7 separate regions of the Mus musculus genome follow, and all the other regions are linked to region 1. The links are chromatin contacts, called in public Hi-C, Micro-C and promoter capture Hi-C maps. All regions are on one chromosome and are shown on one strand. Each heading gives the region's core, a stretch centred on a gene start, on an enhancer-like site or on the middle of the called end of the contact. The rest is flanking DNA. Distances are from core to core; before and after follow the strand shown. Region 1 holds the start of Msl2 (MSL complex subunit 2). Region 2 holds the start of Ryk (receptor-like tyrosine kinase). Region 3 holds the start of Dzip1l (DAZ interacting protein 1-like). Region 4 holds the start of Cldn18 (claudin 18). Region 5 holds the start of Cep70 (centrosomal protein 70). Region 6 holds the start of Sox14 (SRY (sex determining region Y)-box 14). Region 7 holds the start of Pik3cb (phosphatidylinositol-4,5-bisphosphate 3-kinase catalytic subunit beta).

Region 1 (3,124 bases), core at 288-2,787:
TAAACACTTTCCAGTTAGACAATATTTTCACTCATCTCTTACGATTGATTAAGTATTGTAACCGACAGGGGCTAATACCCTTTGAAAAAAATCTTAAAATAATCCTCTGAAACGGGACATGGCTGTGCATGCCTGAAATACCGGCATTCAAGAGACTGAGACACTAAGACCACTAGTTCGAAGTCCGCCTAAGCTACATAGTAGGAACCTGTCTTAAATAAGCAAGTAAATAAACAATGCGACTCTGCCAGGCCACCTGACATTAAAACTACAGAAAATCTAGTCTGTAAAAAGATCTCACCAACTAAAAAGTACCATCAGCTTCATTAGGTCAGTGCTAACCTTCAAACCATCTGTTGTAGAACCTGGGGCACTGAGGTCTCTGGCTGGAGGTGCATCAAGATTATACCATCCACCCTCTGCAAAACACGAGTGCAGTGCATATTTCTTAACAATGTTTGACCACATTTAATGACAATGGTATTCAATCAGTTCCCGCAGCAGAGGTTTTAAAAAGAAGGCAGCATGCCGCTGGCATTTCAACCCCATTTAAGACATCACCGCTATACGTGTGAAGCCGTCGAAGAATTTTTTAAAATGTATTTTAAAAAAATAAAACACCAGAAAGATGTGTCAAAGCGAAATAAAACCATTTTGAACGTTAAAGCCTCCGTACAAAGGTGGCTGAAAAAGGCTCTCGGCCTTTCTGAAACGCCGGGCAAAAGTCCCTGGGCGACTTTCAAAACTAACGACCGTGTACTACTGCACAGTACCACCCCTTAAGACGAACTACCGGCCGGCCAACCGTTCACGTTACTACTGCCAAAGGAACTTTAGAAAACAAGCAGGGAAAGGGGAACAATAAAGAAGCGTCTCACCGCAAACACAGCACGAGAGGGACTGTCGGAAGTAAGGCAAGAGCCTGTTAATCTCTGTAAACGCCTTGGGGTCTCCGGGGTCGTAGTTGAGCACTAGGCGGCTCGCGGAAATGTAGAGAGCAGTAGCATTCACCGGGTTCATTGCAGACACTTCGACACCAATGGCTCCCGGTTGAAAAGAAATTCCGGATCCAAGTTTGTAAGCAGCCAGGGAACAATGGCGAATTTAAAACAATTCGGAAGAAATCTGAGCAGAACCCCTGGCCAAAGCAGCAACCAAAATCCGTGCAAGTTTGTGAAGCTGAAGCAATCCTCCCACACATGGGGGCCTCGGCGCCCCTCCTCTGTCCCTGAGACTTGCAGACCAAAGAGAGACAAGCGAAATCAGCGATCGAGTTCGTCCGACACGGCCGCGGCTGGGTGCTCCGGACGGGCTCCGGGTTCGCTCTAGCCCCGCGGCTCGGCGGGCGGCCTGCGCTCGAGCAGCATGTCCGGCCGCGGAGGCACCTCCGGGTGGAGCTGGCGCGCACGGGAGCGGGCCCGGTGGGGTCCAAGCGGTCCACACGTTTCTCTTCCGACGGCGGGGCCCTTACTCCATCGCAGCGACGTCGCGGAGGCAGCGGGACGGTGGGGACTACGGCGCAGGCGTCGGATTCCCGGGTCTAGTGCCAGCAGCCGCGGCGGCGGAGGTTGCTGTTGCTGCTGTGGCTGCTACTGCTGCTGCTGCTACTGCGGCGGGAGCGCGCCGCTGCCGTTCTCGCCATGCCGGACGCGGGGCCCACGCTGCGCCTGGCGCGGCAGGCGGGCGGGAGGGAGGCCCCCGCCCGAAAGGGAGGCCCGGGAGGAAGTGCGCGCGGGGCCCGGCGGCGGGAGGGGGCGGGGAGCAGGCCCGGCAGGCAGGCAGGCAGGCAGGCAGGCAGGCGGCGACGGCGGCGCCCCTCCGCTTCTCAGCCGCACACTTGGGGTCACCAGCGCAAGCGCCGCCCCCTCACAGCCCGGCCATCTTTTCGGCACGGCACGGACGACTCCTCCAAGCGCGACTGCCACGGTGCTGCGCCGCCGCCGCCGCCGCCGCCGCCGCCGCCTGCCTGCCCAGCCGCGGTTTAAGCGAGCTCACCCCGCCAGGCCGCCGCCGCCGCCACCCAGCGCGCACGACCAGGCCCGCTGCAGGCCCCTCCCTCGCGCCTGGCCGCCCTCACGCTTCTTCTCGCGCCGCTCTAGCTCCGTTGGGCCGGGGCTACTCCGGCCGCAGTAGATGGTGCGGCGCCTCAGGCCCGGCCGGTAACGACGACCGTTACCCCAACGGGCAAAGACACTGTCATCCCCGAGCCTCCCCCGCCGCCGTCGTCGCTAGCCCTTGTACGCATGCGCACAGCGCGCTCTCACCCCCCCTCCCCACCCCCACCCCCCGCCCTTCCTCTCCCTCCGCTTCCCTTTTCCCCTGCTTCTCCTCTAAAAGCCCCCTCCACACCCTCCCCGCGCTGCCGGCTTCACTGCGCATGCACAAACCCCCCCAACACACCCACCCCGACCCTACCGCCTTTCGCCCTTACGCGTGCGCTTTGACCGCCCACCCAGAAAACCGGATAAACACATTAGCCCGCTCACGCCAGCCCCGCCCTGCCCCGCCGCCAGCACACCCCGAGCTCACTGCGCATGTCTGGCTCGCCACTTACGGTTCCGTGCACGGAGCATGCTCGGTTTCGAGCCGGACGCGCTCTCCGCCCCTCCCCCACGTGCTCTCCAATCCGGTCTCCCAGGCGTGTGGGTTGTGGTGAATTGGGGTAGCGGGCACGGTCTCCCCTCGCGTGGGCTGCCCGCGTCGCGCCGTGGGGCGGAGGTGGGGGGAGGGTGTTCGGGGACCGGAGTTGACCCCAGTGGGAGGATGGCAGCCCAGCCCCGGCCTCGCCGGCCTCCTCCCGGAACCTAGCGCGTGGCGGGCCGTGGACTAGGCGCTGGCCCACAAGTTTGAAAGCCACTCCTCTAGGTCCCCAGCGAGCCTGCCCTTGTGCGTGGACACAGCCCGCGATGTATGCTCTGGTTCTGTAGAGTCCGAAAGTGTCTGAGTCCTTCGTTGTTCTGCATTAAAACACACACACGCACACACAAAGCTTTTGCCTTTTTTGCAGAAGGCTGAGGACACTTGGATATAAATAAAGCCTAACAGCGTGATTCTCCCCTCTCAAAATACAAACCCGTTTTTGGGTAGCACAAATAGAAACTGCTCTTCCGACATGATATTTTTT
Region 2 (3,244 bases), core at 640-3,139, 1.8 Mb before region 1:
TTGCCCCACTGGGTAACAAGAAACTGAAACAACATGTTTAAGTCCATATCAAGCCCCAGCTAGATGGCTCAGCAGGTAAAAGCACTTGTCGTCCAGTCAGATGACATGAGTTTGAGCCCTGGGACCCCCTATTAATAGTGGAAAGACAGCCCACACCTTCAAGGTGTCCTGTGACCTCCACAGAACACATCGTGGTACACACACACCAAAATAAATAAAAGTAACAGCAAAACTCTAACACGCAACGGTAGGCACATGTACTCGTCTCTGTCTGCTGCCAGATATCTCTGTCTCCCTACTTCCATCCTGGCTAAGGCAGGAGAGGAAATACATGTCAATAAAGTCACAATTACGTAAGTTCTTTTAACAACAACAAAAACAACCCTTACAAAAGCACGCCTAGGAGCCGCACTACAAATCGTTATTTTTTCCCAAGCCTTTCTCCCATGCTCCAGGCGTAACTCAGATGCCATTTCAATTCTGCTAGACTAAATTCAGCTAATTCAACTAGACTATAAGGAAGGTTAAATTAGGATGTTAGGAAAACACAGTTCTTTAGTTAAAGCCGATAAACCTACACATACAACTATGTCTAAACAGTCTGCTAAAAGCAGTTTTCATTCCGAGGCTAAACTCTCTCAACAGACCCTAAGAAACTCTTCTAACAGGCAGAAGGCTCTCTGTGAGCTTGAGGCCAACCTGGTCTACATAGTGGATTCCAAAACAGCCCAGGCTACATAAAGTCCCTGTCTGGAAAGGAAAAACAAAACAAAACAAACAAACAAACAAACAAACAAAAAAACCTCCTCTAATACACACATACGCATACACACGCGCGCGCACACCACACACACACACACACACACTTGGGGGAGGCATACTCGCTCACTAAAAAAGTGACACTTAATGGATATTTAGGGGGAGACCTTTCCAGTTCCAACACTTCACTCTAAAACACCCCGATAAAAAGTGAAGGGACTGCCTTAATGCACAAAAGACGGCAAAAGCTGGGTATCCCTAACTATCAGAGACTTCCTTTTGATGGCTGGCCAGGCCTTCCTTCAAGGGCTGATTTTCAGAATGCACAGAGTTCCAAGCGGAGGGCAGAGTCGGACTCCCCAAACAACGGGCTAAACAGGTAAACGGAACCACCGCCGACGGACCCCAAAGCCAAGTTCTCCTCTCGCTTCAGGGTCTGCAGAGTAGGCAAGTGGCCTGGAACGGCAGCATCAGGTCACACTCAAGGAACCCAAGGCAAACCCCGATGCTTGGGATCCGGTCGGCCCGAAGGTGTGCAGGATGCCACACAACTCAGGGCGCCCGGCTCACCTTGCCCCCCACTCGCTAACCAGAAAGCAAGCGCACGGCGGCGGCGTGGCCTGTGGGCCACCCACAGCAGGCTAAGGAGCGGCCACCCGTGTCCCGAGCGCCGACTCCGAGGCTCCGGAGCTCCGCGGCCTAGAGTGACACGCGCAGGGAGGCTGCAGAGAGGGAGAGAGAGAGAGAGAGCGCGGGCGGCGCAGCGGCAGCACCGCGGGCTCACGAGGCCCCGGGAGCCGCGCCACTCACCAAGCAGCCGGCGCACCTCGTCCTCGCTCAGGTAGAGGCTCACGCTGGGTCCCGCAGGAGCGGCGGCCAGGGCCGGGGACCGCGGGGCGGCGGCGGGCAGCATCGCCAGCAGCAGCAGCAGCAGCGGCGGCGGCGGGGCCCTCAGGCCGCCGCTCCCCGGGACGCCGCCCCGGCCCGCGCGCATGGCCGCCGCCGAGCAGGAGCGTCCGCCGCCCGCCGCGCCGCCGCGCACCCCGGCCCCGAGCGCCTCACAGCCCCGAGCCGGGGGCGGCCGGCCAGCTCATCGCGCCGCCGCTTCAGACCCGCCGCCCGGGAACGGGAGGGGGTGGGGGGGCGAGCTGCGGGCGGAGACGCGCGCGTGCGCGTGCCCGCCGTGCGCGAGGGCGCGCACGCATGTGCCGCCCGACCGAGAGCGCCTGGTTCTGGGGCGCGCGTGCACGGGAGAGCGTCTCAGACCTGAGGTCGGGGTGGGGGCCGCGCGTAGGGGTTGGTATAAATAACATTACGTTGTTTGCCAGGCTGAAACGCGCGAGGAATAAAGGAAATGAGTTAAAGAGACACAAACTAATCAAAAACAATAATGAAGTGCCCTGGCCAGGCGAAGGGCTCTAGGCTAATATAGCCAGTCCCCAGCCCAAGTCGTTGAGGCCTAGAGTCGGTTGGTCTCTTTATTCTTCCCCAGGTGCGCCCTGAGTCTTGGATGCTGTCTCAAAAGAAAAGAATGCTGTTTTATTTAGTGAGAAGGGACGGGTACGTAGAAATCTTCCCTTATCCCACCATCAGAGGTCAGCCTCTAGTTAGCATGTCTGTTCCCTAAAATTCACATGCCACACACTTTCCAGAAAGCAAAAACAAAAACAAAAAAAACTCATAAAACCTTAGTAAACTTTTTATTTTGTATTTTGGTTTACAGTTTGTTTGTTTGTTTGTTTGTTTTGAGACAGGGTCTCACTATGTAGCCCTGGCCCGCATGGAACTTGCTATGTAGACCAAGCTGGCCTTGAACTCACAGAGATCTGCCTGCCTCTGCTTCCCAAGTGCCAGGATTAAAGGCCTGTGCCACCCATGCCCAGCAAGCTTATTTTTACATGTGACGAACTTTTATTATCCTAGTTCTCCTTTACTGTAAATCAACCTGTATCTGGGCTTTTAACCTGTGGTCCATGCCAGCCCCCCCCTCCAAAACATGGAATGTATGTGAGTGTGTGCTTATGGCTGTACATGGCTGTCTGTGTGCATGGGTGCTTTCACATACTGGAGAGTGGTTTTTACATTTCATCCCTTGCTCTAGGAAGCCCTTGTCTCCCTAAACCGGTTAAGGATCTCTGATACATCCCAGAGACTCTGATGAAGAATTTGGGGAAGCCCCAGTCAAGCTTACTCCACAAGCCATCACTCAGGCTGGCTCCCAAGCATCCCTTCTCACTTCCTCCAGAACAGGGTCATCCCATCCCTGTGACCCGTTCACTGACCTTATGCCTCCCTCCTTGCCTGTGGAGAGCAGCTGCTTTCTGCCCGGCCTAGCTTCAAGCTCCCAGTTGCCCATCCACACGCAGGCCCTGAGAGATATTACCTGTATCCCCTGCCAGGGCAGGGAGAGAGACCGAAGAGGAGGATAGTTGGATCTTGATATTTTTCCCCCCTCTCTCCTGTAGTGAGAGGGATGGATTCCATT
Region 3 (2,900 bases), core at 376-2,875, 1.4 Mb after region 1:
CATGGGAATATCTTAGAGAATAAGGCCTAGCAGGACCTATTATCCCCAGGCACAGAAGTGTCAAAAACAAACAAAACCTGCTCCACATCGGAAAGAAAACTAACAGACTGTCCTGGGGTTTCTTGTCTATTAAAGCGCTGTTGCTTCCTAACAGAGCCTCTCCATCTTTATTCTGGACCAGACCCCGTCACTACAATCACCAAGCAAGTGACTGGCCAGTGTTGGGGCAAGTGGTTGGCTAGCCCACAGCTTCCTCTTCTGCAAAGTGAGCACAGGACATTCAGAACTGCCTACCAAGGGCTCCCCTTCTCCTCTGAAGTGTTCTGAGTGGCACAAACAAAAGAAGTTCAGCTCCCAAATGCACAAGATTTCTGTTCTCAATTTAAGGCATGCAGCTAAAACAGTGGTTCTCAACCTGTGGGTCGCGACCCCCGAGGAATCTCAGGTATTTTTCATGTCCGATATTTACATTAACAATTCATAACCGTAACGACATTACAGTTATGAAGCAGAATGAAATAACTTTATGGCTGGGGGAATCACTATAACATGAGGAACTGTATTAAAGGCCTGCAGCATTAGGAAGGTTCTGTACTTTAATGATCTAAAACCATTTCCACAGGAGGGAGCAAGCAGACAGACAGACAACCTTCTCTGAGCAGGGTAGTTTTCCCCTGCCAGACCACACCTTGGGGAAGGAAGTGACCATCTTGCTGAACACTTACAGACAGATGGGAGAGCAGGGTTGGAACATCTCACACTCCCTAGGCCTAATCCTGTTAGAAACCAATTCCTGGAGACATGGCCAGGACAGCACCGGCCCTGGGCCCTTCAGGACCGTTGTGAAGGCAATTCTACCAGGCCCTGTCCTCTGATCCTGCCTGGTACACACTTGCCCTGTGGACTTCTACTCTCATCCACCCCTAAGTCTGTGCTCCCGTTAAACTTCAGCCCGGGACCGGAAGCGGAGGAACCTAGACACGCCAATCTTTATTTAAAAATCATCTCGTTAGTAACCGAACCCCACTTCCCACAGAACTCGGATCTGCAGTCCCTTAGATCGCTTTACTGTTTTCAAAAACTGCATTTCCCAAGACCACACTCCTGAAAACGCCGAGGGTTGGGTGTCAGACATCCCCCATTCCGCGCCTCCGTGTCTCCTGGCATGCGAGCTCTTCCCCCCCGCAGGGTACCTCAGTCCTGCACAATCCGAAGCCGCTGGGATAAAGGGATGGAGGCACAGGGAGCGGGACGTCGTGAAGCACCCTCGACCACGCAGCTCCTTTCCTCGCTTGGCTACCGCAGCCACTAATGTTTAACCTGCGCGCGCAGCGGCCAAGTAGCTCCGCCTGGAACCGCGCTCCCTCCGGCGGCTCCCCGCTGGATTCCAGACATAGTTTTCCTGGGAGGCCTGTGGCAGTCTGGGGGTCACCCGGAACAAGGGCCGGCGACTGGAGGTCTTAGAGGTTCCCACGTCCCGACTCACCCCATCCGCAAGTCCAGACTCACTCCATCTCCTACAGTGCAGCCCGAGGATGCTGCCAGCCGCGCGGACCCTACGCGTCTCTCCCCGCCAGTAGCTCAGGCCTGGGGTCTGCGGTGCTTCCCACCCCAACCCCTACCCCCAGCCCATCCACCCACAGCAGAGGCGGAGCCTCTCCCCAGAGCCCGGGAACAGCTATTTTTAGAGTTGCAAGGGAGGGGGGTTGGGGGGAAGGAGGGAGTGCTGCTTTGAATTCGTTAAGGAAATCCAGCATCCAAGTTCCCAGGCCTTGATGAGCGGCAGGACAGACTCTGTCACCATCCCTTCACTTCACATGGCAGGATGCAGCGACTGTTGGCAAGCCCGCAAAATTAAAGGAATTTGACCTGAGCCACATTAGGAGACCCATAGGTGTGCTCCAATTTGATCAGATGGCAATCACCTTTCAGATCCCTTATCCATTAACGTTGCCCAGAAAGCTCCGGCAGGAGTTGGGGGTATTATATTTTCTCTCCTGATTATAGATCCCTGCCCCCTCTCGTTGGGACTCTCATCTCGTGACTTTAAGTTCTGGGAGGGTTTGTTGTATCTTAGGGCCTTTCTCTCAACACAGCTTCAAAATGCCAAGCTCTGCATCTTGGGGACAGCAAGGACAAAAGCCCTAGGAATAAACGTTGCCAAGGGTGGGGAGAAACTCAAATTTCTGTGCGTTATTGATGGGAATTCAAAATGGTACTGCCACTGTGGGAAACAAAATGGTTTGCCATGATTCAGCACTATTTGAAAATATTACAAGGATTAGGAGGTATAGCCTTGTTGGAGAAAGTGTGACACTGGAGGTGGGCTTTGAGGTTTCAAAACGCCCATGTCAGACCCAGTCTTCGCCCACCCTTACGGGTCAGGTGGGTCAGGATGTAACTCTTAACTATTTCTCCAACACCAGGCCTGCCTGCTACCATACTCCCTGCAATTATGATAAATGGACTAAGCCTCTGATACTGTAAGCAAGCCTCCAGTTAAGTACTTTTCTTTTTCATAAGAGTTACCTTGGTCATGGGGTCTCTTCTCAGCAACAGAATAATAAATAAGGCACATGTCTAGATCTATATCCAAAGAAGCTTAAAGCAAGACCCCAAACAAACTCTTGGACACTTGTATTTAATGAGCTGTCAAAATGGCTCAGCAGGTAAAGGGCTTTGTCATCAAGTCGGATATCCTGGATTGGATTCCTGTAACCCACACCGTGGAAGGAAACAACTCCTGAAACTTGTCCTCTGACATCTGTATATACAGATATGTGCGTGCGCGCACACACACACAATGTACAATAAAATAATAACATTATTTACAACAGCCAAAATGTGGAAGTAATCCAAGCGCCCATGGGCAGCTGATTGGCTAAGAACACGTGGCTTAC
Region 4 (3,122 bases), core at 10-2,509, 1.4 Mb after region 1:
AATTTTTTTACCTGTTTCAACCTATTTTAGCTGCATTAGAGCCGACATTTTTAGGAGGAATGAGTGATAAACCAGATAGCTGAGAACCACACACACAGAGCTCTGTGGGAATGACAAATATGGCCTCCGGTAGCACCAAGGTTGGCAGTGCCCCCAGAAGCAATGTCGAGAATTAATCTAGAATACATTCCACCAACATTATTTAACCTAATCGATCAATCTCAGTCCCCCAGCAGAAGCCGATAGCATTGACAATTGTCTCGGCCTTGTAGCTCGGCTCAGCAGCACTCGGAGCTTCTCATTTGTCATGGCTGGCTTGTTCCCTCTTTGGGACAGTTCTGGTTCATGCTTCACTCTCTACAAATACCAACCACAGGAAGCAGTGTGCAGTCGAGGAGAGGGTTGCCCGAGAAGACCATCCATGTTAACTATTTTTTTGTGTGTTTATTGGGACTGGGGGCATCCAAGATAACATTCAAATATGAGCTGGCTTCCTGGAGAGAGAACTTGCCATGTCTAGAAAAGTGGTGGGGGAGAGAGGGTGTGGTTGTGTGTGGTTGTGTGTGTGTGTGTGTGTGTGTGTGTGTGTGTGTGTGTGTGTGGTATTTGGTATTTGTATAGTTCCGTTTTATGAGGGACAGCTCCCTGGGCCATATCAATACCTGCAGATCAAGGGTATATCTCTACAACCTGGTTTCCTGTTCTCAACTTTGCTTGTTCTAGCCTCTCAGTTTGTAGATAGAGAAGGAACGCTAGTCTGAAAGTGAAGGGTAGAAATCACTACTGCTGCCTCTTACAGTACTTGTAGTTCAAAACATCTGGACAAATTCCTTTTCCACCTCTTAACGAATGAAATAATAACAGGTGCCCTGCCCTTTGGGGATCAGAACAGAAAGGTGACATAGAAGTGCGAGGAGAATGTATTACAGTCTGAATTACAATAGGGACAAATGGGTGAATCCCAGCAAGTTTTGTTATAGATAGGGTCAGCCTTGGTGGTCTCTCCTCATGCTGTCACGGTAGTGGACAAACTTTGATTTCCCCTAGATAGTGCGTTCTGGGCAGAGGCAGAGCCCGGAGGGCCTGGAGGAGGGGAGAGTAGGTTCGTCCACTCAGCCTGCTCCACGTTCCAACCACCCGGGCTGCAAAGCTCAACCAGACAAGTGCCTCTTGGGGCTGCTTCCCCAACAAATGAAAACCATGCCCTTGAAGCAGGAGCGAAACTGAACTATCTAAGGAAAACAGTATGAGCAAACACTGAGCTGAGGGGAGCTTCTGATTAAGAGCGCTCCCCAGCGAGGCCCGAGGCCGTGAACCTTCCCAGCAAGAGGGTGGTGGTTGCTCCTGGAAGCCTGCGCCCAGCAGCTGAAGCCATGGCCACCACCACGTGCCAGGTGGTAGGGCTTCTCCTGTCCCTCCTGGGTCTGGCCGGCTGCATAGCCGCCACTGGGATGGACATGTGGAGCACTCAAGACCTGTATGACAACCCAGTCACCGCCGTGTTCCAGTATGAAGGGCTCTGGAGGAGTTGCGTGCAACAGAGCTCGGGGTTCACCGAGTGCCGGCCATACTTCACCATCCTGGGCCTTCCAGGTAGGCGAGGTGATTGAGGCAAGGCTGAGGGGCTGCGCATCCTCAGAAACTCCCAGGACTGAGCAATCCGCCTCAGGTGTGACTGTGGCAGCCTTGGCTCCCAATAAAAGGTGTGAATAGAGAATTTGGCATTGGATCAAAGGGAACAGTAGCCATGTAGGAGATAGGAGAATTCATACAGCAGCCAAATAGAGTGGGTCTAATATAAGGACGTGCTGGTAAAGGCTAGTTTGAACCTTGTTGTTTAAGGAGAACATAAAAGGCTTCTTTCCATTAGCAAGAGACTTGCTTCTGCCTGAATAGACTTGAGAGTAGAGAGGGGGGGGGGGGGATGGCATTTTGTTATAGACAGAGAAATTTATTGAGAGTGATTTCAATTGTACTTTCGATTTGATTACTTTTTTTTTTAAAGCAGGATCTCTGTGAGGTGTAAAAAAACGATCATTATCATTAAATTACGATTTCCTTTTTCTGCATTTGCAATTAAAATATCTGCTATACTTGCCCTAAAAGCAAGAGTTGTCAGATTATAATATTATAACAATGTAGGATATAATATATGACACCATTTCACCTTTGAAGATAAAAGTTGAATTTTGCTTCTAATATGAATAATTTTTTCATGCATCATAGGCACTTTGCATTCTCGATAATTCACAAACTCAACTTGTACAAGGGCATAGGTGTGGCTTTGATTCTCTGAAGCAAACCCCTTGTAAAGATGAAACAAATCTACAAGATGCTAAGGGGTCGTGAGGCTCTTGGAGCGGAATTATGAAAAGCAATTTGATTAGTCCATCTTTGTTTTGAGGAGTAGTGTCAGGGTGGACTCTGCCTTGGAAAGCCACTCCATGCAGGGTTACAGTCACAGACTGGATGAGAAACCTAAGCAGGGAGGCAGGGGAGAAAGAAAATAGCCCGAGGGATGGGGAACAGACTACCAGGAGAGATTATACTGTGTTGAAGGGATAGGTCAAGGGGAGACCATACAAAACCTGGATTATTGCATGGCTAGCCACATCCATACTAAAATAGACTGAGATCATATTCACATGTTACCTCCGTGTCTGTCCTGTGCTCAGTACCCTCTTTCTAGCACCCACCAAACACTGCCGATTGCGTGCTTCCTATCGCAATGTCTGCTCTGAACATTCCAAGCCCGACTCACCCACGTGGTTCAACCCCATTGCATGATCTTTGATCCTGTCCTGCTGTGAGATCTTTTCTCCCCATGATGAGAATCTCCTATCCACCCCATAATTCCACAAAACTCACCTTCCACCCATGTTCTGGAGGCCCTTTGTCTTCCTGTCTAGGAGCCTGTCCTATTGAGCTGCCCCTCTCTTCACATCCTCCAACATCTCCTGCTAACCTGGACTCCTGCCCTCCTTTCTTGGAAAGTGACTTCCCGATTCTAACCCTTGTCAAGTTCTGTTTCCTTCCTATTCACTGAATTAAAAGGCTACCTTTTCCCAGTACTTCAAGACAAACTCATCCCCTCCCTCAGTCTGGTTTTGATCCCGTGTCCT
Region 5 (2,937 bases), core at 257-2,756, 1.8 Mb after region 1:
AGCCCTGGGAGTGTGAGTACAAGTGACAGCCATCATGGGGGGAAAAGTGTATATTTTGACACAGTCCATCCATGTTTCACAACAGTTCATTAATTGCCCTGTAGGTATCTGAGGATCTGTTAAAATACAACACATACTAAAATTTTATAGCCAGGCAATGGTGGTGTGCACTCAGGAGGCAGAGGCAGGAGGATCTCTGTGAGTTCTAGGTGAGCTGGGTCTAGAGAGCTAGTTCCAGGACAGCCAAGGCTACATAAAGAAATCTTGCCTCAAAAAACAAAAAACAAAAACAAAAAAAAAAAAAAAACAAAACCCCCATAAATATAATAGCTGGGTGTGGTGGTGTTTAGCTGTAACCCCAGCATTTCAGAGGTTGGAGGATCAGGAATTCAATGTCGTCCTCAGACGGCCTGCATGAAACCTTGCCTTAACGTGAATCAACAATTCAATTCCAACAACATTGCAACTTGCTCTTCACGGTTTACCATTTACTAGCTATTTACTATTTACAAAAATCCATGCAATGCACAAGATTGAAACCAATGCCTGCAGCGCTGATATGATTACAAAATAAAGTGGCAGGCTAGAGAGACAGCTCAGTGGGTAAAGGCACTTGTCCCAAGAAAGCTTGAGAAGCAATCCTCAGAATCCACAGGAGGCGAGAATTCTGTAACCCCGGGCCTCCTGTAGGGAGATCGGACTCTGCAGCTCTCCCCTCCATCCCCTACAGTATGCAGAAAAACAAAAGACCTTGTCTCAAACAAGGTAGAGGCAATGACCGACGCCCAAGGTTGTCCTCTTTCTCTACGTCTGCACCGTGGCGTGAACAATTATTGATTAGTTGATAATAGTGGGAACCTTGATTAGGCTTTGCTGTGTTTTTCACATTAATCAACGTGGACCCACATAAAGGCGGAGTCCTTAAATTTGTAATGAGTCTGACAGGAGGGGTACTCGCCTACCCTTTACTCCGCGATCTCCCACTTGGCTCCAAATCGCTATCACCTGACAGCGCCGCAAAGAGAACTGGAGCTAGCCCGGAACCCAGCCGATTCCATGTAGGAGTCTAAGCTCAGTTCCTGCTTCCTCTACCAGGTCGCACACCTTCAACACTCGGCTGGGAGAAGAGGTTGAGTGAGGAGCGAGGGACACAAAGCGACGGGCGGGCTCCCCGCAGGGAGGTCCACGCCCACACCTGCACGCGCATTTCCTAGCTAGCGCGTAGGAGCCGGGGCGACTCCATTCTGAGGGCCCTGGCTGGTGAGTGGGACGCTCCGGATTCCGGAGAAGCCACCTTTGGGCGTGCACCTGAAGGGGGCCCACGTAAAGTCCTCGGCGACCCCAAGCGCCACTCACCTCGGTCACAGCCCGTGGCTTCCACCGCGCTCGCCCCCGCGGCCTAAGCCCCGCCTACGCGACCGTTAGCGCAGCCAGGCTGACCAATCGAACTGACGCAGTCGATGGCCTCCCAGCGGGGCGGGACAACACCACCTGGCGCGCCGGGAAGGCGGGTCCACGCCGCGCTCTATCGTTAGCTCCGCCCACGGGGCGGGGCTTCTTCCCGCCTCCACTCCCACCGGACCCGGACTTGCTGCGGCTACTTTGTAGCAGGCGCTTTGACACTTCCTGGACGCTCCGCCTGATAGTCGCTCAGTCACCATGGTGTTTCTTTGATCCCCGAGAAGCTAGAAATACACACATTTGCGGTTGCAAGTGAAAGTGAGGCCGGGGCTGCCTTATTATCACTGGATGCCTGCGCTCCCTACAGCTCCCCCTCACGCCCTGACTGCGAGCCTTTTTCAGGAACTGTCTGCACGGGGCAACCCCAATAAGCATTTCTTGATAACATTTCACCTTCTCCTTGAATATTTTCAAAGGTCTACGAAGAACTGAGATGCCTGCCTGACGAAGCTCAGTCTAGATAGGCAGTTTGGGCTCCTGTTAGACACTGATAAGACTGGTTAATAAAGGGTTTGTGGCTACAGAGATAAAAGATTACATAAGGACATGAGGCACAACTCTTGCTTCAACTTTAGATAAGCTGAAAAGCCTTGAAAACGATCTATGGGCCTCCAGGTTAATTAAGTCAAGATCTCTAAAGTGGGGCCCACACGTCCAGAGTTTATATGGTTCCCCGAAGTGATTCTAATGTATAGCCAGGAGGGAGAACCAACTGTCCGCTGAGAAATAATTAAGACTGATTCTAAACCTGGTGGGGAAGAGGGACTGGAGATGTAGATCAGTTGGTAGAATTCAGCGTCCGGGAAGCCCTTGGGTTTGATTCTTCAACACGGCCTAAGACAGGCGAGCTGACACGTGCCTGTAATTCCAGAATTTAGGAGGTACAGGCAGATCAGGAGTTCAAGGTCATCCCTGGCTTTATAGCAAAAGTCAAGACCACCGGAAGCTACAGGAGGCCTTGGCTCAAGGAAAAAAATAAAACGAAGGTCCTTCTCCACTCTTTTCAAAAACCAAAAGTGGGTTAAGAAATCCAAAATATGTAAGGGAAAAAAAATCATGTTCGCAGTCTAAAGGATGACCTCGAGTTTTCAGGAATCTACCATCGTTGTCCTTGCAACTTACAGCCACACGGTGGCGGTATTGACAACAGGCATTTCCAGAAGGACTTGGGAAATGCAAGTCCCATCAGGGTCTTAGTGACCCTAATACATCAACTAAAGTGACTCTCTCTGGGTGGTCCAAGGGCACATCTCTTAAGAGAGTACTGCTCTCAAGCCCACGTTTAGGCACACAGTGAGTCTAAACTGTGTGTGTTCTCTGCAAACACATCCCAATCCCTCTATTCCCCCTCATGGCCCCTTCCTTCCCTTTCTATATCTGGATATTCACACTACGGAGCTGACAGATTTTCATTTTCAGCTTCCTAAGACAATCTAACTGCTTACCTTTTCCAGAACAATAGGGTGACTTTCCCAA
Region 6 (2,828 bases), core at 176-2,675, 1.2 Mb after region 1:
AGCTGACCGATTTCCCGCCCCCCCCCCGCCCCCACGTTTTTGCAATCATAGGAAGCGGAAATAAATTCTCTCCTTCAAACACAACACACTACATTAAAAAAAAAGGCCCTCCCTTCTTGCCGCCCACCTACCCCCACTCGCAGCTTCTGGTAGCCGACTGCGCCGTGGGCATTTCGGCCTGTCCTCCTCCCGGGAGAGACTGGCTAGCGCAAAAGCCAATAAGTCTGGAACACACTCCAGTCCTTCAGGACCCGGGACAATGGTTTCCATTTAATAAATATTTCCCCCAAGGGCATTTCGCATCGGCCAGGCAATTATTCAAAGAAAACAGGCTCGCAGGTTGGCTCGGCGGGTTATTTCGTCCTCTTTACCCGAAGAATGCTCATCTGACTCGAGAAACGAGCCCCCATCCTCACTGGGTGGGAAAAGGCACCCTGAGAAAAATTGACCCTAGCTAAGAGGGTACAGCCTGAGGCTCCACGCTGCAGGCGCAGAAGAGAGACCAGGAAGGTCCCCAAGCCCCGCCTTCCCTCTGCCCTTGCAGTTTGGACGTTGAGGGAAGCTTCGAGTTTTAAATCGCCTAATAATAATAACATAGGTGAATAAGAATCAGGATGGACCTCTGCCTACCACACTCAACCCTCAAAGTGAAGAGTCCTAGTGGCAAGGGCCCCCAAAGTGAAGAGTGTTAAGGGCTTGCCAATCAGGACTCTAAACCTCTGCGAAGCCCGCATGAAGCATCCTGGTCTCGGCTCAAAGCTCTTGGCTCCGACCCCCAGGGACCCAGAACTGCTCCGCAGAGCGTCCTGGATTACAGGTGGAGGCGCCGCCTAAAGCCAACCTGGGAGAATGATACCAAAGCACCGTAGATGTTCTGGCGCGAAAAGTTTATTTTGGTTTTGGCCTGAGTTTGATATATTCTTTTCCTCTCCCAAGGATCTTTGACAAGTGTGTGTTGTTGGGGGCGGGGTGGGGGTAGAGGGTGCTGTCTTCCCATTTGGTGACGGGACTGTCCTATTTATCTACGTGAGCTCTGGGCTTGCTGGCTTGGCTGACAGCTTCCTGGGTCTTTATATTATTAGAAGCACCGGTTCTCCTTTGAACAACTGGGGAAGAAAAACAGGGGTCACGAAGAGTTTTAATTTTTTGACAGTGCCAGAGACAATGTGAACCCCCGCCCCGAATCCTGAGCTATCAAGCCGCTCTGTTCGCGGTGGCGGTCTCTCTGTCCCTCATACCTCTCCCCGCCCCCATCAGGGACGCTCCGGGTTTCCACTACTCGCGAGTTGGCAGGTGCGCCCCCTCGCCTTCCCTGCTGCTGATTGGAGCCCAGGTTGGGGAGTCGCCGCCCCGCGCTTATGTCAGAGTGCGTGCGGTCCCGGCCCACCTCGCCTTTGAACTTCGCCGCTTTTGGCTGCAGTTCACCAGCCTCCCCGCATTCTCGGCCAGGTGCAGTGCTAGGCAAAGCAGCGCCCGGAAACCACGGGAGGGGGGGAGCCACGGCCAGAGAAGCCAGGGGAGAGACGGGAAGGAGAGAAGGCGAAGGTGAAGAGGGAGCGAAGGAGGAATCTCCTGCCCTTGCCAGAAAATTACCTAGCCACTTAATCCCAAGACTCTGGTACTTGGGCCCCAATCTCTGGTGCCCACAGACTCCAGGCCGAGCGCCCTCTCATCCCCGCTGCCCTTCCTACCCTTCGGCCCCCTGGGGGCTGCCTGGGGGCTGGGACTGGCATGATCAGTTGAAAACTTTGCAGGGTCAGCTCTTCTCTCTGATTTCCCCTCTGCGGCTCCGAGACGAGGGGAGTTCAGAGTCCCGGGCTCAGGACGGACAGAAAGACAGACGGCCAACCGCGCCCAGGCTCGCCCGCAGAGCCCCTGCATTCCCCGCCCCCGCCCGCCTCGCCGGGACCATGTCCAAACCTTCAGACCACATCAAGCGGCCCATGAATGCCTTCATGGTATGGTCCCGGGGCCAGCGGCGCAAGATGGCCCAGGAAAATCCCAAGATGCACAACTCGGAGATCAGCAAACGCCTGGGCGCCGAATGGAAGCTCCTGTCCGAGGCAGAGAAGCGGCCTTACATCGATGAAGCCAAAAGGCTGCGCGCCCAACACATGAAGGAGCACCCTGACTACAAGTACCGGCCGCGGCGCAAGCCGAAGAACCTGCTCAAGAAGGACAGGTATGTCTTCCCCCTGCCCTACCTGGGCGACACGGACCCGCTCAAGGCGGCCGGCCTGCCCGTGGGGGCTTCCGACGGCCTCCTGAGCGCGCCCGAGAAAGCCCGGGCCTTCTTGCCGCCTGCCTCGGCACCTTACTCCCTGCTGGACCCTGCGCAATTTAGTTCCAGTGCCATCCAGAAGATGGGTGAAGTGCCCCACACGTTGGCCACCAGCGCGCTGCCCTACGCGTCCACCCTGGGCTATCAGAACGGCGCCTTCGGCAGTCTCAGCTGCCCCAGCCAGCACACGCACACGCACCCGTCCCCCACCAACCCGGGCTACGTGGTGCCCTGTAACTGTACCGCCTGGTCTGCCTCCACCCTGCAGCCCCCTGTCGCCTACATCCTCTTCCCAGGCATGACCAAGACTGGCATAGACCCTTATTCGTCAGCCCACGCTACGGCCATGTAACCCCAAGCTTGGCCCGGACCTGATGGGTAGCGTGGAAGCAGAGATCTGAATCCTTTCCTTTGCACCTAGTCTGGCCCGCAGATGCCTCTGGGTCAGGCCTGCCGCTGCCCCTTGCCCACCCCAGACTCTGCCTCTCTCTTCCAGGGGGGAAGGGAAGGGCCATCATCCTGGACCCAAGGCACAGACTGGTGCCAG
Region 7 (3,168 bases), core at 533-3,032, 1.9 Mb after region 1:
CATATACATCCAAAGTGCACTCATTCTTTATAAGGTCCCGATGACAAGTGGGTGAGGATCTTAGCGACAAAACAACGCGAAGAGGAATACATCACAGAACTCTTATCACACACAGACGATTCGAAACTCACTGGTGTACAGTCTAATCTCCCAGAGTAGCTTTTCCAAGTACTGCATAGCAATACTATCAGCAAAGAACAGTGTAAAGATTAGGCCTCGATCCACTCTTTGTCATAGTACATTCCTATTCTAGCATTTCCATCCCCGATATTCACAGAAACTTCACAGGTATTTGGCAAGCTTCTTGTTTTACTCTCTGTCTCTGTGTCTCTGTCTGTCTCTGTGTCTGCCTCTCTCTCTCTCTCTCTCTCTCTCTCTGTCTCTGTCTCTCTCTCTCTCTCCAGGTTTCTCTGTGTACTCCTAGCTTTCCTGGAACTTGCTCTGTAGACCAAGCTGGCCTCAACTCACAGATCTGCCAGCCTGGCTTGTGTCACCAACCCTTTCTGCTTGGTCAGAAAGCCATTGCTAGTCTAGTGCAAGATACTTTTGCTTCTGTGGTGGACATGAGACTGACCTTGTGGTGGAGGGGAAGGAAGAAGCTTGGTACAAGGGTCGAGGATCAACGTGTGAAGGTCCTTTACTGACATTTCTGGCTGTGAGCTCGCTAAATATTAAGGGGAATTCTATTCATTAGACATCTGAAAAGACCTGGGCTTCACAGTTGGGTTAAGCATTTAATGTCCCACTGGCAATGGGCTGAAGCCTCAAAAGCTCCACATAAAATTACTTGTAGAAACCCCAAACTTGTACAAGCATGGTGAAATAGGTTAACCTCTGTTTTTTGTTTTTGTTTTTGTTTTTTTTTTGAGACAGGGTCCCTGCTATGCAGCTTTGCCTAGTCTGCAACTCAGGAAGTAACCTAGCTGGCCTGGCAATGCACCTGCCTTCTGGTCCTGAATGCAGAGCTTTATAGGCATTAGCCACCACGCTTGATTTTTTTTTTTTTTTAAATCACTTAGTTACATCCGCAGAATCAAACTATTGTTTTGACACCTTGTCTCATTTTCCTTCTACTTGTAGATTCTATCCTAGACTACTTAAGTATTTGCTTGAATTGTTAGAGTGGCGTTAGGTTACAGTAGGTTTACTATATGTAAACAAAAAGACTACAAGTATCCCACGCAGGACCTCTTAGGCTATGTGAGTGCCCTACCGCTGAGCTCTATCCGCCGCGCCCAAGGTTTGGCTGACAGTAAGTGAAATTCAAGCGTCTCACTAAAGAGCCATGAAATTTCCCGACAGCAGGGAGACAGAGGCGAGAAAAAAAAAAAAAAGCGCTGGGCGAAGTGTAAGGTTTGGCAGCCAAACGTCAGCTGCGGTGGTGCAGAGACGAACACAGAAGTGTTTCAAAGGCTGGACTCTTTACATCTAAATGATCGTTCACATCGCAGGGAATGGAAGGCCAGCTGGGCCGTGGGAACAAAGGGGAGTCTGCGGAGAAGCGGAACCGGGAGGTGCAGGTTTTCCCGAAGGCGGCGAGCTGGGGGCTGCAGACACCGCAGTGCTCTGCGAGCCAACCCCAGCGCGCCGGCAGCGCAGTAGGAACGCGGCACCGACAGCCGCACAGGGCGAGGCTGGTGCTGCCTCCCCTCGAGGGGCGGGGCTTGCGCGGTGAGTGGGCGGGGCTGCCTGGAGGCGGGCGTCGGGGGATTGGCCCTAGAGGGTGGGCGGGGCCGGGCAGCGGGGAGGAGAGCCCGGGAGGCTCGCGCGCGCGCTCGCGCAGGCGCGGGCACGGCGGTGGCGCGCGCGTGCTCCGTCGGGCGGTGCAGCGGCTGCGACGGAGCCGGCCATGGTCGTGGGCGGTGGGCGGGTGTCGCGCTGAGCCCCGAAGGCAGCAAGAGACTGGGAGCGGGGCATGCGGGTGTCGGAGCCAGGCGGGCACGGCTGCGGGAGCTGCTGACGGCGCTGCGGGATCGGGAGCCGGTGGCGGCGCGCGGGGCAGGTGAGCGCGGGAGGCGGCGCGGGCTGCGGCGCTGGCGGCTCGGGCGGGCGCTTCCTGCCGGGCTCGGCCGCGGGAGCGCGGGCTCCGAGGTACGCGGCGCCCAGGCCTCGGGCGGCGGACACCGAGCAGCGGAGGGCGCCCGGTGGGCGACCACAGAGAGAGCGGGCGCGGCACGGCCCAGCCGGTGTCGGTGCGGACGCCCGGCGGCTGCGGACCCTCAGGTGTTTCGGCGCAGCGTTCACCGCACGATTCCGGGCTCTCCGGTTTCAGACCGGTCAGAGTCCCGGTGCTGCGGCTAACCCGTCCCGCGCGGCCTTGGCTGAAATACCCCGAGGAGACGTGAAGCGGGAACTGTGAATACTCACCTCCCGGGATTGCGGGAGGCCGTGCTAACCTCGCTGTAAGTGCTCGGTGGACGGGAGCTTTTGGGAGTCGCTCACTGCAGCATCCTTGCTGGCTCTGGCTTGTTCCTTCCTAGAGGTTGGTATTGGGGGCAAATTTATTTCCGAACCGCTCTAGTGTTGCAATAAGCTCAACTCGAGTTGCTTAACGAAGGAGCCTGTTATCTTACAGCGGCCAGAGTAGGATTCTGTAGTCTCTTCCTAGAATTCTGTAGTTTCTCTCTTGGAAAGGCTGACTTGGAAACCTGTCTTGGGTACGGAGTGAATTAGTGCTAAGAATCCTATCAGAATCAGAGTTTACACAACGTGGAAGATGGTGGTGGGACATGTTACCTGACTTACTTTGGTATTTAACCCATCTGAAGTGACACTTAAATTGTCACTTGTTACAGAGTATAAACACAGGAAGAGTATGGAAACATACTCCTTTTTTCCTGCATTGCTACATCCGAAGGGAGTGACAAGTGCTTTTGTAAACATCGTTGTGGGCAGTGTTACTTACTGTCTGGTGAAGTCATCATAATTAAATTAGATGAGTATTTATTCTGAAGTGCTGAATGGATGTTTGGGAATACCAGTCGTAATGAAATCTCCAAGGAGTCTGAGTTTCCAGGAGTTCATTATCACTTGCGGGTCTTGGTACTGCTTTGTAAGTTTTTTTGTTTTGTTTTGTTTTATTTTGTTTTGGATCTTTTGAGACAGAACCTTGCGGTGTTATGGATCTTTTGAGACAGAACTTTGCGGTGTTAGTCCTCAGTGGTCTGG

The links. Promoter capture Hi-C pulls out the DNA fragments that hold promoters and counts their contacts. Hi-C and Micro-C count contacts between places; a contact is called where the count stands out from the background.
Region 2: a contact with region 1 is called in a promoter capture Hi-C map of liver, with 4 times the contacts expected there. The contact joins the promoter of Ryk here to the promoter of Msl2 in region 1. A contact is called at or near these places in 3 of 39 promoter capture datasets (the 3T3-L1 cell line, hippocampal neurons and liver) and 2 of 115 datasets of contacts at active chromatin or transcription factors (astrocytes and extraembryonic endoderm stem cells).
Region 3: a promoter capture Hi-C map of hippocampal neurons shows a contact between it and region 1, with 3 times the contacts expected there. The contact joins the promoter of Dzip1l here to the promoter of Msl2 in region 1. A contact is called at or near these places in 4 of 39 promoter capture datasets (the 3T3-L1 cell line, 3T3-L1-derived adipocytes, hippocampal neurons and 1 more) and 1 of 115 datasets of contacts at active chromatin or transcription factors (astrocytes).
Region 4: a contact with region 1 is called in a Hi-C map of cortical neurons. The contact joins the promoter of Cldn18 here to the promoter of Msl2 in region 1. A contact is called at or near these places in 1 of 39 promoter capture datasets (hippocampal neurons), 1 of 484 Hi-C or Micro-C datasets (cortical neurons) and 3 of 115 datasets of contacts at active chromatin or transcription factors (embryonic forebrain, pancreatic cancer cells and stem cell-derived neural progenitor cells).
Region 5: a contact with region 1 is called in a promoter capture Hi-C map of erythroid cells, with 14 times the contacts expected there. The contact joins the promoter of Cep70 here to the promoter of Msl2 in region 1. A contact is called at or near these places in 3 of 39 promoter capture datasets (the C10 cell line, erythroid cells and pre-B cells).
Region 6: a contact with region 1 is called in a Micro-C map of embryonic stem cells, with 4 times the contacts expected there. The contact joins the promoter of Sox14 here to the promoter of Msl2 in region 1. A contact is called at or near these places in 3 of 39 promoter capture datasets (embryonic stem cells, hippocampal neurons and second pharyngeal arch cranial neural crest), 3 of 484 Hi-C or Micro-C datasets (all in embryonic stem cells) and 1 of 115 datasets of contacts at active chromatin or transcription factors (astrocytes).
Region 7: a contact with region 1 is called in a promoter capture Hi-C map of erythroid cells, with 17 times the contacts expected there. The contact joins the promoter of Pik3cb here to the promoter of Msl2 in region 1. A contact is called at or near these places in 2 of 39 promoter capture datasets (erythroid cells and pre-B cells), 1 of 484 Hi-C or Micro-C datasets (embryonic stem cells) and 1 of 9 other capture datasets (liver).

What each region holds. Positions count from the first base shown.
Region 1 is chr9:101,073,175-101,076,298 of GRCm38.p6, reverse strand. It overlaps Msl2 (MSL complex subunit 2), which reads right to left and starts at 1,537. Exons shown (of 2, transcript NM_001100451.2): 1 at 879-1,537. The coding sequence starts at 1,020. It also overlaps the pseudogene Gm46140.
Region 2 is chr9:102,833,565-102,836,808 of GRCm38.p6, reverse strand. Ryk (receptor-like tyrosine kinase) reads right to left here and starts at 1,889. Exons shown (of 15, transcript NM_013649.3): 1 at 1,570-1,889. The coding sequence starts at 1,753.
Region 3 is chr9:99,628,256-99,631,155 of GRCm38.p6, reverse strand. Dzip1l (DAZ interacting protein 1-like) reads right to left here and starts at 1,625. Exons shown (of 16, transcript NM_028258.4): 1 at 1,487-1,625.
Region 4 is chr9:99,708,200-99,711,321 of GRCm38.p6, reverse strand. It overlaps Cldn18 (claudin 18), which reads left to right and starts at 1,259. Exons shown (of 5, transcript NM_019815.3): 1 at 1,259-1,593. The coding sequence starts at 1,374.
Region 5 is chr9:99,241,910-99,244,846 of GRCm38.p6, reverse strand. Cep70 (centrosomal protein 70) reads right to left here and starts at 1,506. Exons shown (of 18, transcript NM_023873.4): 1 at 1,357-1,506.
Region 6 is chr9:99,874,767-99,877,594 of GRCm38.p6, reverse strand. It overlaps Sox14 (SRY (sex determining region Y)-box 14), which reads left to right and starts at 1,425. Exons shown (of 1, transcript NM_011440.1): 1 at 1,425-2,828. The coding sequence starts at 1,911. The coding sequence ends at 2,633.
Region 7 is chr9:99,138,825-99,141,992 of GRCm38.p6, reverse strand. Pik3cb (phosphatidylinositol-4,5-bisphosphate 3-kinase catalytic subunit beta) reads left to right here and starts at 1,782. Exons shown (of 24, transcript NM_029094.3): 1 at 1,782-2,002. It also overlaps the pseudogene Gm2773.